Regions from separate parts of the Oryctolagus cuniculus genome. Here region 1 is linked to region 2. Evidence: chromatin contacts called from public Micro-C data. All regions are on one chromosome and are shown on one strand. The core of a region is the stretch at or near the end of the contact, and the rest is flanking DNA. Distances in the headings are between cores, read along the strand shown.

What was found. Hi-C and Micro-C count contacts between places; a contact is called where the count stands out from the background.
Region 1: a Micro-C map of ear pinna shows a contact between it and region 2, with 5 times the contacts expected there. The contact joins the promoter of MRNIP here to the enhancer-like site in region 2. A contact is called at or near these places in 3 of 6 Hi-C or Micro-C datasets (ear pinna, psoas muscle and an unstated tissue).

Annotation. Positions count from the first base shown.
Region 1 is chr6:67,621,889-67,627,500 of mOryCun1.1, forward strand. It overlaps MRNIP (MRN complex interacting protein), which reads left to right and starts at 1,536. Exons shown (of 7, transcript XM_008274980.4): 1 at 1,536-1,691. The coding sequence starts at 1,626.
Region 2 is chr6:67,383,204-67,388,568 of mOryCun1.1, forward strand. It overlaps RASGEF1C (RasGEF domain family member 1C), which reads left to right. Exons shown (of 15, transcript XM_070075815.1): 14 at 1,656-1,728; 15 at 2,154-2,778. The coding sequence ends at 2,178. Among named protein-coding and RNA genes, the nearest start is that of RNF130, 43 kb to the right of the region's middle. Within about 2 kb of position 3,743, at least 1 of the 8 cell types and tissues checked has an H3K27ac peak or open chromatin away from gene starts, as enhancers often do. A contact at or near this core is called in ear pinna, where this site is marked.

The DNA of each region.
Region 1 (5,612 bases), core at 286-2,785, 240 kb after region 2:
CTGCTGTAGGCCGGGAAAGCAGTAGAAAATGGCCCAAGTACTTGGGTCCCTACATTTGCATGGGAGGCCTGGAGGAAACTCCTGGCTCCCAGCTTCGGATCAGTGCAGCTCTGGTCATTGAGGCCAATTGGGGAGTGAACCAGTGGATGGAAGTTCTCTCTCTCTCTGCCTCTCCTTCTCTCTCTCTGTAACTCTTTCAAGTAAATAAATAAATCTTTATTTAAAAAAAAAAGATATACATAAGAAACCCACACATTTAGTGATTTCAAGTCTTAAATTGTTAGTAATCAGATTTAAGTACGTTAGGATTTGGGTAAATGTTTTAAATGCCATGTAGAAGTATAACCTTGTGAATATACTAAAGAAATTAAGTTGTATAATATAAGAGGCTCTAACCTATCCCATTTTAAAAGGATGTACAAGGGCCAGCTCTGTGGACATAGCAGGTAAAGCTGCTGCCTACAGCGCCAGCATCCCATATGGACATCAGTTTGATTCCCGGCTGCTCCACTTCTTTTCTTTTTTAAGATTTATTTATCTATTTATTTGAGAGTCAGAGTTACACAGAGAAAGGAGAGGCAGAGAGAGAGAGAGGTCTTCCATCCGTTGGTTCACTCCAAACGGATGGCCTTAATGGACGGAGCTGCACCTATCCGAAGCCAGGAGCCAGGAGCTTCCTCCGGGTCTCCCACACAGATGCAAGGGCCCAAGGACTTGGGCCATCTTTTACTGCTTTCCCAGGCCACAGCAGAGAGCTGGATCAGAAGAGGAGCAGCCGGGACTAGAACCGATGCCCATATGGGATGCCGGCACTTCAGGCCAGTGCTTTAACATGCTGCGCCACAGCACCCGGCTGCTACATTTCTGACCCAGCTCTCTGCTCCTGGGAAAGCAGCTTGGGCCCCCGCACCAGCACGTGGGAGACCTGAAGGAAGCTCCTGGCTTCAATTGGCCCAGCTCCAGCGGTTGCTGCCATTTGGGGAGTGAACCAGTGGATGGAAGATCTTTCTCTCTGTCTCTCCCTCTCTGTCTGTAACTCTACCTCTCAAATTAATAAATGTTAAAAGAGAGAAGAAAAGAAAGAGCGAGCATACGGACATGAACCAGGGCCGACATGGGATGCCAGTGTCCCAGGAGGCAGCTTCACCAGGTACGCCACGATGCCGGGCCCCTACCTTTAATTTTTAAGAAGGGGGGGATCACTCCTGTGGCTCAAAGAGTTAAGCTTCCACTTATGATCTCGGTATCTCTCCTCCGGTAGAGGAAAGGTGTGGGCAGAGGCTAGAGCAGGGAGAACCGCCAGCTTGGAAAGAGGGGAAACAGCCCGGGGAGAGCCAGCAAGTTGGTGGCCAGCTAACCCATACCCACCAAAACACCGGACACCACAGCAGCCGCAGGACCCGACCCCAGCCGAGGGCGGACCGCGCCCCGGAGCGACAGCGAAGACTCTCGCACGCTGGGGCCGGGGCCGGGGCCGGGGCCGGGGCCGGGCGGGGCGGGGCGGGGCGGGCCTGGGCTCCTGGCGCACGCGCACACGGGGCGCACGCGCGTGCGAGGCGGGGCCGGGGCCGGAAGAGGGCGCAGGAGCAAGCGGCGGAGCGCGGTTCTCGGAGGCCGGGTTCCGAATGGCGGCTCCTCAGCGGTTTCGAGTCCTGAGGTGCTGCAGCTGCCGCCTTTTCCAAGTGCACCAGGTGGGGTGGGCGCCGGCCTCCCCCTCCCCCCGCGCGGGGACGGTGGATGGGGTGTGGCGGTAGCTGGGGCCCGAGGAAGGGGCCGTGTCTGCCCAGGGCCAGATTTTACAGGTGTCGCTTCCCGCTAACGTCGTCCAGGGCTTTGTGCTTCAGGTGTTTGCTTGGTGGTTGTAGAAACCACGAGGTGCTGGCGTCTACAAGGGGCGGGCTCTGGTGAATGCTAGCAGGTGGCCGGGGAACCCAGGCCGAGGGCGGCACCCTCGTGGGCTCTGGGTTTAAACCGCAGAGACGCGACCGCTCTTCAATCTTGGCGCGCTCCTGGCCGCCGCCTGGGCGCCCCTCGCGGCCTCCCGGGGCTCTGCATCGACCTCCGTCCGCGAGCCGGGGGCTGTCGCTCAGCCCCTTCTCGGCGGCCTGCTGGGTGGCCCCTCTGCTGGACTTCGCTTCCTGGTTATGTGCTGATCTCTCTTTCCCCAAGATGCCGGCTTCTAGAAATAAACTCTCCTCTTAAAAAAAAAAAAAAGTGGGCTGTTGAGTAGGCATCTGTAAGAGTTCAACGCAAGCTGTTTTAGGTAAGGGCTGTTTTAGGGGCTCAAAGTTTTTAATTGCCCTTTTCCAGGTGTGTTTTAGGAGTTGAGACTTCGTGGAAGTCACTTGCGTTTTTAATTTGTTACACGTCTGTGATGTAGCGAGGCACTCGTGGGCATTTTCAGCTCTGTGGAAGGTGATTTGCGAGCAGAGGAAAGGAACGCAGCTGACTGCAGAGCGGCTGTGCGGTGGGCACCACCCCTGCATCCAGGATCGCTCCCATCCCGAGAGAAGGGCGAGGCGGCGCGGTCTCAGCAGCTGCTCAGTGGCGGAGGCAGACTGCGCCGCTCTGAAGATCTTGTGACACCGTACTGTCCCCAGTGAACTGCTCACCAGTGATGGTGTGCCTTTGCGGGTTTTCTGTAGACTTTATTTATTGAAAGGCAGAGAGGGAGAGATGTGAAAGAAGCCCCTGGCTCCCGGCCTCTGCTAGGCAGAGGGATGGGGAGGGAGGGGAGACAGAGATCTGTCTGCTGCTTCACTCCTCAGAGAGCCGCAGCAGCAGGGCCTTGGCCTGGTGGAAACCAGGAGCTTCCTCCAGGTCTTATTTAACTAGTTATTTTCTTACATACAAGCTGTATTAATTTTTGTAGATTATATTAACTTTGTTCCTGTCCACTACTAGTTTTCTTAACTGTTTTCAGTAATTTCTCATTTCATTCTTTGATTTTCAGATTAAAAATATCATCTAGTGATAACTATAAATAATGATTAATGTTTATCTGTAAATAATAATTTTCATGCCTTAGTATGTTCTCTTTTTTAAAAAACAATTTATTTGTTTATCTGAGTTACAGAGAGGTAGAGGTAGAGAGAGAATCTTCCATCCACTGCTTCACTCCACAACTGGCCAAAATGGCCGGCACTGGGCCCTGAGACCAGGAGCCGGGAACTTCTGGGTCTCCCATGCAGGTGCAGGGGCCCAAGGAGTTGAGCCATCTTCTACTGCTTTCCCAGGCCTTAGCAGAGAGCTGGATCAGAAGAGGAACAGCCGGGACTAGAACTGGTGTCCATATAGGATGCCAGCACTGCAAGCAGCAGTTTTACTGGCTATGGCACAGCGCCAGCCCCTAGAAACAGTGGTAAATAATACTGGGATCCTCATCATGTTACTGGCTGTCATGGGAATACCAGTAGTGACTCTAGCTTTTCATGCTGGGTTTCAGATATTTTATATTCAGTGAGAACCCATCTGGTCAGGCTTATCAAGAATCAAAGGTAAATGTTACAGGATTTTTTTTTTTTTTTGAGAACCACAAGTGGTAGAGGTCTAAATTGATTTAGTTTTATATGAATAACCAGTTTTCCCAGCACCACTTATTGAATACTCTGTTCTCTCTCTCTCTTTTTTTTTTTTTTTTTTTTTTTTTTTTTTTTTTTTTTGACAGGCAGAGTTAGACAGTGAAAGAGAGAAACAGAGAGAAAGGTCTTCCTTCCATTGCTTCACCCCCCAAATGGCCGTCACAGCCAGTGTGCTGTGCCATTCCAAAGCCAGGATCCAGGTGCTTCCTCCTGGTTTCCCATGCAGGTGCAGGGGCCCAAGCACTTGGGCCATCCTCCACTGCCCTCCTGGGCCACAGCAGAGAGCTGGACTGGGAGAGGAGCAACGGGACAGAACCGGCACCCCAACCGGGACTAGAACCCTGGGTGCTGGCGCTGCAGGCGGAGGATTAGCCTAGTGAGCCGCAGCGCCGGCCTCATTTTTTTTTTTTTTTTTTTTTAAGATTTATTTTGCAAGTCAGTTACATAGAGAGAGGGAGAGAAAATAGATATGCTCTATCCACTGGTTTGCTCCCCAGATGTTGTAACAGCCAGCACTGGGCCAGGCGAAAGCCAGTGTCTCCCAGGGGGGTGGCAGGGACCCAGACACTTGGACCATCTTTTGCTGCTTTTTCCCAGGCCATTAGCAGGGAGCTGGATCAGAAGTGGAGCGGCCGGAACACAAACTGGCGCCCATGTTACAGTCACAGAGGGGAAGGCAATGGCCAGAGCAAGTCTTGTGGGTTCTTTTCCTCAGCTTAGTATAGAAATAAAAAGCCAGGAAACAATTTGCAAAGAAGCAGAAACTTTTATTCGATTGACAAGCAACAGAGAAAGAGTCTGGTCTGAGAGGAGACCAGGCAGAGTACCCAAGTGGGACACTGGCTTTGAGGAAGAGTCCCAGCTTTTTAGGGTGTTACTGTCTGTTCATTGGGTCATCCTATTGGGGGTGCCCACTGTACAGGGGGTTTCACATATGTATGTTGATTGGCTTGGGGCTCATGGAGATAATGGGGGTCTCCTGGAGACTGTGTATCTCCTTAGGGGCTCAGCCCCCTCATCTGCTAGCTCTGGCTGAAAGACTGAAACTAACCTGAAGGGATGGTTTAAAACCGCAGAGTAACACAAGATAGCCAGGGTCTCCTGGAGCCAGTCCAACTCTCCCCAGGGGCTTAGCCCTTCCCCTACCAGCTCTGGGTGAAAGACTGCACCCACCCTAAAGGTGGTGATTTAAAGCTGCAAGGTCACACCTGCAGCACAAGAAGCTGTCAGTGGGGGAGGTGCCAGTTGGTCTGGAGACAGGCTTTCCAGTCATAGCTGACAACTTGCTTGTGAAGAACATTCTACCTACGTCTGAAGGAGCCCACAGACTCCCAGCCCCACTGGCCAGCCTCAACCCATGTGGGATGTCAGCATTCCAAGTGGCAGCTTAACCTGCCACACCACACCTCTGCCCTCGTTGTTTTAATTGCCACCTTTCTAGTATGCTAAATTTCCATATATATGATGCCACTTGAGAAAATTCAGGGACAGGTGTTATGACACAGTGGGTTAAGCCACTGTTTGGGATACTTGCCTTCCATATTAGAGTGTCAGCTTGAGTCCTAGCCTCTCTGCTTCCAATCTAGCTCTCTGCAAATGCACCTGAGAAACAGCAGATGATGGCCCAAGTACTTGAGTCCCTGCCATCCGCATGGAATTGTTGGCTCCTGGCTCTGGCCTAGCCCAGCCCAGCTGTTGTGGTAATTTGAGAGGTAAACCAAGCAGATGGAAAATCTGTCTGTCCCTCTCTCTGTCACTTTGCCTTTCAAACAAAGAAAATTTTTAGACAAATGAAGTTAAAAATAAGTTTATTTTGGTGAAAAAATAATTTTGAAATCGTATCTACAAGGGGTCTTCAAAGAGTTCATAGAAAATGCATATTATGAAAGAGTAGGCATGGAATTCAAATTTTGTCCCAAAATAGACTTTATCTTTTAATTCAATTTGTCCATGAACTTTTTTGAAGTACCCTCATGTATGTTGGTTTGCTTCTGGATTCTACTTCCCATTGATCTTGCAGAATTTTTGCTG
Region 2 (5,365 bases), core at 2,493-4,992:
TTACTTAGCGTTTCATTGTATCAGGTATTATAAATAGCACATAGGTGATTTAAAATATACGAGGGAGGGCCAGCATTGTGCTGTGGTGGTTAAGAAGGTTCTTGGGGAAGCTCCCATCTCATTTCATATTGGAGTGCCTGGGTGTGAGTCGTGGCTCTGCTTCCAATTCCAGCTCCCTGCTGATGGACACTCCGAGAGGCACCAGGCAATGACTCAGATACATGGGTCCTGCCACCCACGTGGAAGACCCAAGTGGAGTTCTGGGGTCCTGGCTTCAGCCTGGCCTAGCTCCAGCTGTTGTGCACGTGGAGAGTGACCTAGCAGAACTCTCTTTCTCTCTCTCTCCCTATTTCTCTCTCTCTCTGCTACTCTTCCTTTCAAATAAACACAAACTTAAAAAAAAAGTTTATGAGAGGGGGCCGGCGCTGTGGCATAGCAGGTAAAGACACTGCCTGCAGTGCCAGCATCCCATATGGCCGCTGGTTTGAGTCCCAGATGCTTCACTTCCAATCTAGTTCTCTACCATGGCCTGGGAAAGCAGTGAAAGATGACCCAAGTGCTTGGGCCCCTGCAACCATGTGGGAGACCCAGAAGAAGCTCCTGGCTCCTGGCTTTGGATCAGCGCAGCTCCGGCTGTTGCAGCCATCTGGGTACTGAACCAGTGGATGGAAGACCTCTCTCTCTCTCTCTCTCTCTCTCTCTCTCTCTCTCTACCTCTCTTGAACTCTGCCTTTCAAATAAATAAATACATCTTTAAAAACAAAAAGTATATGAGAGGATGTGCATACATTCCCTACAAACATTACACCATTTTATAAAGATGTATTTATTTGAAAGGCAGAGTTACAAAGAAAGAAGGAGAGACACACAGAGAGATCTTCCCTCTGCTGGTTCACATCCCAAATGGCCACAATGGCAAGGGCTGGGCCAGGCCAAAGCCAAAAGCCAAAAGCCAAGAACTCCATCTGGGTCTCCCATGTGGGTGGCAGGGGCCCAAGCACTTGGGTCATCTTCCATGACTTTACAAGGCACATTAGCAAGAAGCTGGATGGGAAGTGGAGCAACTAGGACTCCAACCTGCCCTCCAGTGTGGGATGCCTGAGTCGCAAGTTGTGGTTGTACCTGCTGTGCCACAATACTGGCCCCATACCAACACCATTTTACAGAAAGGACTTGTGCATCCTTGGATCTTGGTGTCTGCAAGGGATCCTGGAACCAACTCTTCACAGATGTCAAGGGAAAACTCTATGTATCATCCTTGAAAGGATGCCATCCAGAAATGCAGAATAGATCAGTGGCTTAAGAAGAGGGTGTGGCTGGGCGGGCAGTGGGTGTGGCTCTATAAGGGCATTGAGAGGAGCCTATGGTGATGGAGACCTTCTGTGTCTCGACCGTGTTTGTGTTGCTACGCTGGTCACGTTCTATTCCATTCTGTGCCATACCACACTCTACTTCTCTGCAGTTTTGCAAGTGCATTGGGGGAAACTGAGTAAAAGGCCCACAGGATCTCTGTGCATTATTTCTTACAACCGCACGTGGATCTACAATTATCTCCAAACACAAAGTTTAAAAACACACAGCAGGTCAGGTACTGGGCAAGGAATGGGTTATCCTGGTCAACTGCAATTTACGTAAATTCACTGCATTCTGTCCAGGTCTATATTTGGCTTCTTATGAAAGTGAGAGCCCTGAGAACCAAACAGAAAAAGACAGGTGGAAATCGCTAAGGTGAGTCTCATGCCAAGACTGGGAGGAAGGGGGGAGGGAGAGGGCTAGGGCTACAGAGATATCCAAGTCATCAGCTTTCTGGGAACCCAGCCAGTCCATGGGGGAAGGGACAGGATGAGGCCAAGGTCACAAGGCTGGGGGGAGAGGAGACGTCCTCCCCCCCACCCCGCCGGGCTGGCGGCTGCCTCCAGAGACCTTGGTGCCGGAGCTCCCACTCCCTAGTTCTTGGCAGGCAGTGAGACGTACTCACTGCCTCCTGCTTGGCTGTGCTATGACACCAGCCAGGGCAGGGCAGGAATGAGTCACAGCAGCGGCTCCAAGGATGGCGCCATGGCCAGGGGAGGCCCCTCCTCTCGGCATGCTGAGGTGGCTCCTGGGGGACACGAGTCTGACCCCAGGGCCGACTCTCATGTTTAAATCTGCAGGTCTTCTATTTTGGGGAAGACATGAGGAGCACTGAGTTGGAGGAGGAGGAAGACGTGGAGCCAGCAGAGGCCGCTGATGGGCCCCGCCCCAGACAGCCCAGCAGGTGGCAGCAGGAACCACATGGACACTGGAGGGCTTTTGTCAGACCTCAATCCTGGGAGACACTCGTGGGGGCCACACCTTGGGGACACCGGCCCTCAGGACTTCTGGGACTGTGTGGCTGGTCAGTCTGCCCATTCTGGGAGGGGACACGGCACTGCCCCGAAGGATCCAGTGGCTGCAATCCCACCAAATGACATGTGCCATGGAGGCCGACGCCATGACCTGTCGCCAGGTAGCCTGAGAGCCACCACAGTGGGCATCGTGGTGTGACGTGAGACATGCCAGCTCAGCGTCTGTGACAGACCCCATCCAGCCCTTCCCAGCGGGCTCGTTCCCACAGCCCGTGCACCCTCCCCTTCCTGGACCGTGCTGGCATCGGGGATGGCTTCCTGGTGACAGTGGAGAAACCATCAGTGTGACCACCTGGAGTCACAGAGTCCACAGTGTGTGCGTCACCGCCCTGCCACCCAGCCCCCTTGTAAGAGTGATGGTCGGTATAAACACGCATTGGTGCATTCCGCACGTCTGTGTCCGGCCCATGTCTTGGACCTCTGTTGGCCGGGTTGCACTGAGTCCTTAGCCCTGACTGAGAGAAGAAGGGCTTCCTGATGCCAGCCTGGGTGTGGTACGGCTGCAGGCTCAGGGGGCCATGGTGGCTGTGTGCGATCCACATGCCCCACAGGATGCTCACACGGCTGGCGCCTGACCGTGCTCAGTGAGCCTTTGGTGGACAGATACCTCTTGTGCAGCATTGGGGGCAATGAAGCCATTTAGGCACCTGTGCAGCCCACTTGGGACCCCCACCCTTGTGCACTGCCAGCCCCTCACACGTTGGTTGGGCCATGGAGCTCTGAAACCCCCACCTGGCCCATGATGGGGGTCACCCAGCCAGCCAGCCAGTGAGATGTGCAGCTGCTCTCCTGGTTGGCGCCTGCTCCGGGGGTGGTAGGGGAGGTGCTGAGGTCACTGACCCACCCCCACTAGCTCCGTCAAGGGCTGGGCACTGCTTCCGCTTTGGACTTGGCTGTCCTGACCTCGGCTGCCAGGTCTGGGAGACAGGCAGAGTCAAAGCAGGCAAGCCAGTTCCACTGGGTGCCTCAGCCAACTCCGGTGATCCAGGAGCTCAGAAGGGCCCAGCAGCCGGCAGCTCAGCAGAGGTGTGGGCATTCTGTACCTTAGGGTGCCACCCTGCCCTCGTGCATCTGAGCTCCCAGGGAGCCCCAACAACACAGAGACCTGGGGCAGAACAGGACCCAGGCCACCACGGAGCCTAGCTACCACCCCTCCCCACACCACATTCTGCTTCCACCAGACTTGGGGGGGGGGGAAGAAGCTTGGGAGTCAAACCCTAGCAGTTTTGGGGGATCCCAGGAATTGACTGGAAACATCTCCTCATCCCCACCCCCACCCAGCACCCCCCTCAGCCCTTGGTGTCCGTGGGCTATATTGGAAAGGGCTGCTGGCATTGGCAGGATCTCCCCTGGCCCCTGGCCACACTGAGCACTGCCCAGCAGGACTGGGGCAAGCAGCACAGAGAATGTTAGGCTGAGCTTGGCAAGTGCTAGGCTGACACCGTGGAGCCGGCCCAGGGCCTGGCTCCAACCAGGAGTCTCTGGCCCTGGAGACAGGGTTCCCAGCTCAACCCAAGGACCAAAGCCACACCAGAACCCTGGCTCCTCCTTCTCACCCTCTGAGCCTCTGAGCAGAGAAGAGCAGACCTCACTCCATCACCAGGCACCAGGGCTGTGCAGCATCTTCAGTGGAAACAGTTCTTGCTCTGCTCCCCAGCGCTCAGTTTGGGTCCTGGGGCCCTGTGCCACAGCCAGTGTGGAGACCTTGAAAGCTGCACACAAGAGGCCTGTCAGCCACAGTGGGGGCCCCTGCCTGTGCCTGATGCTGCCTGCCTTGGGCATCGCAGTCTGGCCTGCAGGCAGCACCAGAGAGGCAGGAAGTTCAACTGGGAGTGAGCACATCTGAGGTGCACAGAGAGAACTGCTCCACAAGGGGGCAGCACACAGAAGTCCCAGAGGGCCTGGGCAGCCCGCAATGGCAGGAAAGGCAGGGCCGGGGGTTGAGGGAATGGCAGGGGCCAGTCCAGGGGAATGAAGTTGACCTCGAAGGCTCCGGGGGCAGCCACTGTGCTGGTGGGGATGGGGACAACGTGGCTTTAGAAAGATGTCTTTGGTACCTTTGACCCAATAATTTTACAATTATTTTTAAAGATTTATTTTATTTACTTGAGGGGGGGGGGAGAGAGAAGATCTTCCACCTGCTGCTTCACTCCCCCACAAATGTCCGCAATGGCCAGGGCTGGGGCAGGCTGAAGCCAGGAGCCAGGAGCTTTATCTGGGTGATGTGGGTGCAGGGGTCCAAGCACTTGGGCCATCTTCAGCTGCTTTCCCAGGTACATTAGCAGGGAGCTGGATCAGAGGTAGAAAGAGCAGCCAGGACTCGAACTGGCTAACATATGGGATGCTGGCTGTGCAGGCAGTGGCTTAACCCGCTACACTGCAGAACCAGCTCCCAATAGTTCTTACTTTTGCTTTCTGCCCTACAGAGGGTGAAGGGATCCAAGGGAATCCAAGATTAGTATATTATTTGCATAAAGGAGAAGTGACAAATGTCATGTTCTTCCTGTTTCTGTTACAGACACAGCCTTTGCTCCCCAGCCCAGCCCAGCTCAGCAGCCTGGAGAGCCCAGTCACAGGCCCCCACTCCTGAGGAGTGCACCTGACCACCATATGGGTGGGTGGGCTGTGTTTCTATTTGACAGCAGAAAATACCCAGTGTCCGTGCACAGGAACTGAGTTACATAAATCAGCACTGCCCCACCGTAGAAGCTGGCACAGCTAGAACAAGGGTGCTTTAAGTACGGGTATGAAAAGGGGCCGTGTTCCCAGGATGCTCACACCAGCTCCCACTTGCACAGACACAGTTTAATCTTCACCAATATTTGGCGGCCCAGTTACTTTCCTAAGGCCAGATATGAACCACCAAAATGAGGAAGTAAATCAAAAGATGATGATGGTCGGTGACCCTGGGACCCAATGCAGGGATGGAGAACCAGAAGTTTTGGGAAAGCCACCAGATGGTGGTGAGGGGGCCCAGG